Linked DNA regions of Gossypium hirsutum: region 1 is linked to region 2. Evidence: chromatin contacts called from public Hi-C data. All regions are on one chromosome and are shown on one strand. The core of a region is the stretch at or near the end of the contact, and the rest is flanking DNA. Distances in the headings are between cores, read along the strand shown. Region 1 has its middle 5.8 kb from the start of LOC121207598. Region 2 holds the start of LOC107896384 (aspartyl protease AED3).

Region 1 (3,381 bases), core at 598-3,097, 430 kb before region 2:
TCAATAGCAGAGGCAAGGCTGCGGGTGGAAGCAGGACTTAGTCCACCTCATTCCCTGCTCCTGCATGGGTACTGAAAAACATTTGCCTCCATAGATGTTGGTTACATATATAGTCATTCCATATTACTCCTAGTCGCCGCAACCCACTTTTTACTAATGATTTTTAGTTTAATATTGTACAAATATGTATAATAACTTTGTTAATGAACAAAACTTCACCATATACAATTATTTTGTATATGGATACATATGCATATACATATACCTATACCTATATAAAAGATTGTTGTATATATATGGTTTTAGTATATACAGTACTTTTCCACCAGCCCCTTCCATTTTTTATTTTGTTTTGCCAACCTTACAAACAATCTATCTAAAGAAGTATAATAACAGGATTAATACTCTTCAAATTCCACTATTTTATTTTCTCAAAATTTCAGCAACCCAACAGGGAAAAAAGCTACAAACTGAATTATATGTATATGGGAAGATTCATGAGAAACAAAAACGAAAAATACAATTGAATTCCAAGTCAACAATCAATAATTTCACTTAATCTTTCCAGTGATGAATAACCTAAAAAGTCATAAAAGCACTTCATTTATCTTCCTTTTTTTTTTCAATTTCGACAGAAACCCAATAGTGCAAATGACAAAGCAAAACAAACCCAGAAATGAAAATAAAAATAAATTAAAGAAGAAAGAAGAAGAATTACCACAAGATAATCTTCCCTGACATATTTGCCAAGTGGGGGTTTGCAAAGCAGCTTTCTGGGTTGTGTTGAAAGTGAGAAAGGTCTAACCTTTGTTGTAGAGAAGAAGAGTGAGTTTTTGGAATGGGTTTTTGATGAAAAAACAATGGGTGAAAGTGAAGGAATTTGGTGAGGAAGTGTGTGGATTTGGAGGAGAGCCATTTTTTGAAAATGAAAAAAATAGAGGTTTAAGCCTTCAAGTATTTGCAGTTTGAGGGGTTTAACTAAGCAAGAAAAGTTTTGTAGATATTATAGTGGATATGTTTGGTTACATGAATATTCTTACTCGGATTCGGAATTAAGATTTTCTCACTTTGCAGCCAATAAGAAAAGGGATAGTAAAAAGTCGATTATTCCATATTATTATGTTTTAGTTTTGGTTGGAACAATGTTGAATATTTCATATATTATTCGAATTAATTTTATTTATTCGGATAATGATTTCTATTAAGGTATTCATTTATGATCTAATTCTTATTTATTTTAATATTTTACACTTTAAAAAATTAATTTAATAAAATTGAATATTTAGTTAATTATATACATAAAGGATATCTTCAAATTAATAGTCAAAATGATTTTAACTAATTAACTATTAATTTGATTGGTATTATATTAACTAAAAAATAGATTCTCAACTATAAAACATTAGTCATATGCTTATATTGACTAAAGATGAATTTGGATAGATAATGAAAAGTAATATATTTATTTTATTTTTTATCTTATGTTATAATATCATTACAATATCTAATTTAAATATTATCAATATTTTTATACTAATCACAAATAAATATTTCATTCATCCACCCTCAATTAGAATACATTTTAAATTTATCAGCCAAAATCTATTTCACCAAACCAATTTCAGCCTGACAATTTCTTTTTTGTCAGCTGGATTGAAAAATAGGTGAAAAAATAATAATATAATAATCAGGGCCTTTTTTACCCAAAAACCAGTAAAATGAAAGCGGTCATATCAGCACAGTTGATCAAAATACGACAAGCTTTTTTGCAACCTTGAACAGAGCAAAATGGGTCCAGTGACACCGATTTTGAGGCTTGGGGCCGTGGCCTATTGAGTCAAATCCTGGCAAACTGAGAAGGCGGAAAACGGGCGGCAGAGATCGATTTCCAGGTCATGGAAATCAACATACAGGCCTGACATAGAAAGGTCAAATTCGAGCAACGTTTTCCAGGCCTGTTTACCCGGATTCCCACACCACTAAACCTTTTAAAACCCCCAAAGCCTACACTATATCCATGGTAAAAAAAGAGTTGTCAAATTTTATTTTACTCAAAGTCATCTTCATCAGTGTTTTTAGAATGTTTTTTTTAGTTTAAAATCTTAAATTAGAATTATATTAAATTTAATTATATTAAATTCAAAATTTTATTTATTTATTAATATTGAGATATAGATATTTATATATAAATATTCTAAATTTAATATATTATTACAAATTATAAAAATGACAACATCATCATGTTCTCAAACTATTTCGAACTACACTTCTTTTTATATTACTCAAATGGTAAAATAATTTTTATAGCATTAGGAAAATGTTGATAATAATAATCTAAATGGTCATTACTAATTAAATTTTTTATATAATCAAACTTTTTGCAGTCCTACGATCATGTTCTTAAAACAAAGAGGCATAACAAATGAGATCATCGAGATAACTGCTTGCATGTGTACCTAGATGTAGTTAGATTTGGTCATGCATTTAGGATCGAGAGTTTTAATTTGAACCAGGAATTGATATATACATGGGTGGAATGGTGGAGAGTTGAAACACATACCTTCCACTTGCTATGTAGGGAGTGTACAATCACACTACAACATGTAGCATTCTGATTGGGGCTTCCCATAGATGGCTTCCCAGTCACCAGTGTCAGCGCAATCATTGAAACTTGCAGACAACTACTTGGCAAGATACCAGATAAAGGAGATATGGAGGGAGCCAAAGTGAATATGGTTTAGGAAAAATTTTGAAATTTTCGCATAAGAGCCTATATTTTACATTTGTTAGGTGGAGTGTTGATGCTAGGAAATTCGACAAATAGGGTACATTTGATGTACCTAGAGTTAATTCGAGACTTCCAATTGATTTCGCATTATTGTTGGAGGCTTTATCTTAACATTCTTGTATTAGGAAATGTGTTGAACAACGAATCAAAAGTCACAAAATATTGGAAGATGCCTACTTTTGCTTTGATCGTGGGCTTCGTACAGAATGCCTTTTTTGGCCCTAGTAGGTCGATTTAATTTATTCCCTTTGGTTAATAGGTAACCTATAAATTTTTTTATTTTGTATAGTAATGCTCGAATTATTTTTTGTTGTTAATAACCGTGTTAAAATATTTTCAACAAATGGGGGAAACTTGACATGGGTTCAGTTCAAGGGACGAATCTACTCATTTTTAAACAAATTGGTAGATTCTTCTATTAGATCTAGGATAATCATAGAATCTATATGTTATTATATATTATACTTATGCTTTAAGACTTTAAGACTTCAGTTTATGAAAAGTAAAATGAAATGCAAGTTAACATTTTTTTTTATTTTTTTACAGTTTCGATGGTTGTCAAACGTTGACCCCAAGATAGTCGGTATCGTCAT
Region 2 (3,509 bases), core at 896-3,395:
AGGTTGATAGGCCGAAATCAAGAACTAAGATCTCCTAGCCCAAGTAGAAAGTTGTAGTGTTTATTTATTCTTTTTCATAGAAAAATAGAAAACCTGGATTTCACCCTTATTTTAGTATATCAAACTAGATTGTGTGAAAGCACAATTATAATAATAGTAACAGGATTCGAAATTTTGGATATTAAAACCTAAAAACAAGACATAATAAAAGTAAGGGAAAGCCCGTGACTAGGACCAGAGCCTCCAGTACAAAGTAATATATAACTACAAAAATTTGACTTTCATTATTAATCAGATATATTCTGCTTTTAATCAACACCAACACTGTTTCCCAAAAGTTAGAAGAAAAAGACCCCACACTTTTTAAGAACATCGCTCACGGGCGACCCCCACCCTCGAATTTGGCACATCGAAAACCACCCTATGGTTCTGCTGCTGCATATTGGCGATCACATTCAGCGCTGGTGCCGGTGCCATCGCCAGACATGTGATGCTGCCTGCTGTGCTGTGGAGCAGTAGGTTCTCTTGTGGCAATGTCACGTTCATGCCCGAAAACATAAATGTTATGGTCGGTGCATTGATTGGGACCGAGTAACATGTGTCGAACCCACCCAGAGATGTCACGTTCGCCACCCTTACTCGTCTCCGGAATGCGTCCCGGACAGCTACATAGGCTGGTTCAACTAGCCGGGTGAAGACAGTACCTAAATTTGAATACACTGGTTAAATCAATTCATATAATGCTTTAGTTCAATTCATTTAATTGACTGATCCAATTACGAAGACACGTTACCAGAATCAATAATGGTGCCAGCACCAGTGGAAGGATTGAAAGCAATGGCACTTGGTGGGATATCAACAATCCTTCTTCCAACCCTAATTCCAATCAAATTGACGTAATAAAGTGAGGGTCTCCTAGGGTTCTTGAGCAACGGGGTGTATTTGATCCTCACAGGTTGCCCACTTGGTCCAAGTCTCAATGACCCAGAAAAGTTAGGTGACCTAATGCTAGGCAAGCAATATGAAAATGTTGACTGGTACAAATTTTGGGATTGAGAAAGGAGGGATAATGGGCCTCGGCCCAGGCCCAATACGCCCTGTGGTGGCACTGAGCTGCCTGCTGTCTTTTGGAGGCAACCGAAAGTGTAGTTTGGGATTGGGTCAGTGGCTAAGGTTGTGGTGTCCTGTGAAAGGTTACCGGCTATGGTTGAGCCACCGTAGGTCATGTTGAATGTGCACGCGCTTCCACCGCAAGTGGGGTTTGGCATCTGAAAAAAGTTATCACATGATGCAAATGTTAAAAAGGTATCCGTTAAAGATGCACCGAAACACCTGTGATGTCTCATATTGTACCGACTTCCTAACTTTATGATGAAATACAATTACTTAACCAGCCAAGCGCGTGGCTAAGCAGGTAATATATGAAAGCTTGGCAGCTTAATTACCTGCTTGCATTGAGCAGCTTGGCAGCCAAGGGTCTTGAAAGTGGTGGATTTAGCAAAGTCAAAAGCAGTAGAAGAGCAGCCAATGCAGCCAGTGCAAGGCACCCAAGCAGCATCACTGCTTGTATCCATGGCCATAAGCATGGTTTGAGGTGGGGTTCCAATATTGGCCTTCACAATGTAAGTTGGACTTTGCACAATCTGCCTGCCTGAAGCTATAGGCACCACAGATTTCTTAGCCACGAGGCTGGACAAAAACTGCACCCTGGCTTGGTCCTTGGCTAGCGTTTGCAGCACATCCTCTTCCCATGAGAGTGGTTTTGAGGGTTTCAAGGGTGAGCATGGACTGTAAACATGGAACACTTGCAGGTTTGAGCCATGGTCTTGGATGTCACATTTGGGGTTCAGACCTTGGGCTAAGGAAAAAATGAGGAGGAAAACCAGGGGAAAAAAGTGGGTTTTCATTGTTTCGTGTGAATAATTCAACGTTTTATTTGCTTTGAAGGTTGAGGTGCTGCTGAGACAGAGTGGGGAGTGAACGTATATATAACTGGGGAAGCAAGTTTAAGTGTATGTACTATGGCAACTTTGCACATTTACCCTATTAAGATTAAAAAGAATAATTAAATATAAAAATAATATGAAATAATTACGTCATTATTGTAAGTAGAGTGATAAAAATTTCATATATACTTTAATTTTAAATAATATGATTTATCATAAAAAAATGTATGAATTGATGTCAGATTAATTTATAATATCAACTCATTTACACTTATATTATAAATATATAAATATTTCAAAATTTAAAGTAAAATAAATTATAAAAATAGGATGGAACGATATACGATATGGAGATATTAGTTGAGTGGGTTGTTTTTGGTAACAGTCTGTATTCCATTTACTTTTGTAGGGTTATGAATCTTTTGTCCAATTCTACTGAGAAACAGTATCTAATTGTCCTACTATTCTTCTTTCTCTTTTACATTATTTAGAACCTTTTTTATTGGAAAATCCATCGATCGGATTTTATTCATTTTCTTATGAATTTAATTAGTTAAGATATGTTATTTGTATCATATTTAGAATTTAATGGTTACATGTTTTTTTATCTAAATTTGTTTTCCCCGTTCAATTGCATCGTTGTTTTTCTAACCTTTTGGAGGCAAATTTTGAGTGTATTTAAGTAGGGGTGAAATCAAAAAAAAAAATTAAGGGTTGAAATTAAATTGTAATTTTTATAATAGAAAAAATATAATTCTACTATTTTAATAAACTATATATTTATAATTTTTAAAGGATTAAATTAAATTTTTATATTTTTAAGGAGGTAAAAGTGTAATTTTACTTTTACTAATTTTAAATAGGCCATATGAAAAAAATTTATTTTAGGGAGGCCGAGGCCCCTACTAACCCCCTAGTTTCACCACTATATTTAAGTATATTTATTTTTCGATTTAAGCATTCAAAATGGGTTATAAGTAGAGGTGGGCATTGTATTAAAAAATTACATGATTTGAGTGAGAAAAAATTATGTATATCTTAAATGAATTTTTAGTAAAAATGGTAAAGTTAAAAGTGTGAGAACTATAGTTTTTTTTTAATTCTTTATATGTAAGAATGTAAAACGATAAAAATACTCTAAAAATAATATAATTTTTTTTATTTCTCAAGGTATCTATTGGAGTAAGCCTAATAATTAATCCTCTCATTTTGTAGGTCCATTAAGGAATAGATGCTAGCCACGAGTTTTAAAACTGATCCATACCCAAAACAAGAATTGAACCCTCGACTACTTATTAAAATAGGAGAGACTCTTACCATCTAACCTAACACCCGTGGTCATTTTACAAATATATTTTTAATCATTACTAAAATTAGTTAATATTAGATTCACTCTTAACACTTTAATAAATATATATATATATATATATGTAAACCTACCTTAATAGATGGAGAATACCCTAAGTGGTTTGAAATTGTTTTTGTTGGATAAAAGGTGGGATGTGTAGTGTTGTTGTCAAAGCATCCCCGTATTGGAAAAAGATTATAGTGATTTCCTTTTTA

Evidence for each region. A called contact is a pair of places that touch in the nucleus more often than the background predicts.
Region 1: a contact with region 2 is called in a Hi-C map of leaf, with 2.6 times the contacts expected there. The contact joins the enhancer-like site here to the promoter of LOC107896384 in region 2. A contact is called at or near these places in 2 of 34 Hi-C or Micro-C datasets (both in leaf).

What each region holds. Positions count from the first base shown.
Region 1 is chrA10:106,112,562-106,115,942 of Gossypium_hirsutum_v2.1, reverse strand. It overlaps the pseudogene LOC121207599. Among protein-coding and RNA genes, the nearest start is that of LOC121207598, 5.8 kb to the right of the region's middle. Within about 2 kb of position 1,847, at least 7 of the 9 cell types and tissues checked have an H3K27ac peak or open chromatin away from gene starts, as enhancers often do. A contact at or near this core is called in leaf, where this site is marked.
Region 2 is chrA10:105,683,648-105,687,156 of Gossypium_hirsutum_v2.1, reverse strand. LOC107896384 (aspartyl protease AED3) reads right to left here and starts at 2,145. Exons shown (of 3, transcript XM_016821551.2): 1 at 1,446-2,145; 2 at 794-1,268; 3 at 262-704. The coding sequence starts at 1,907. The coding sequence ends at 364.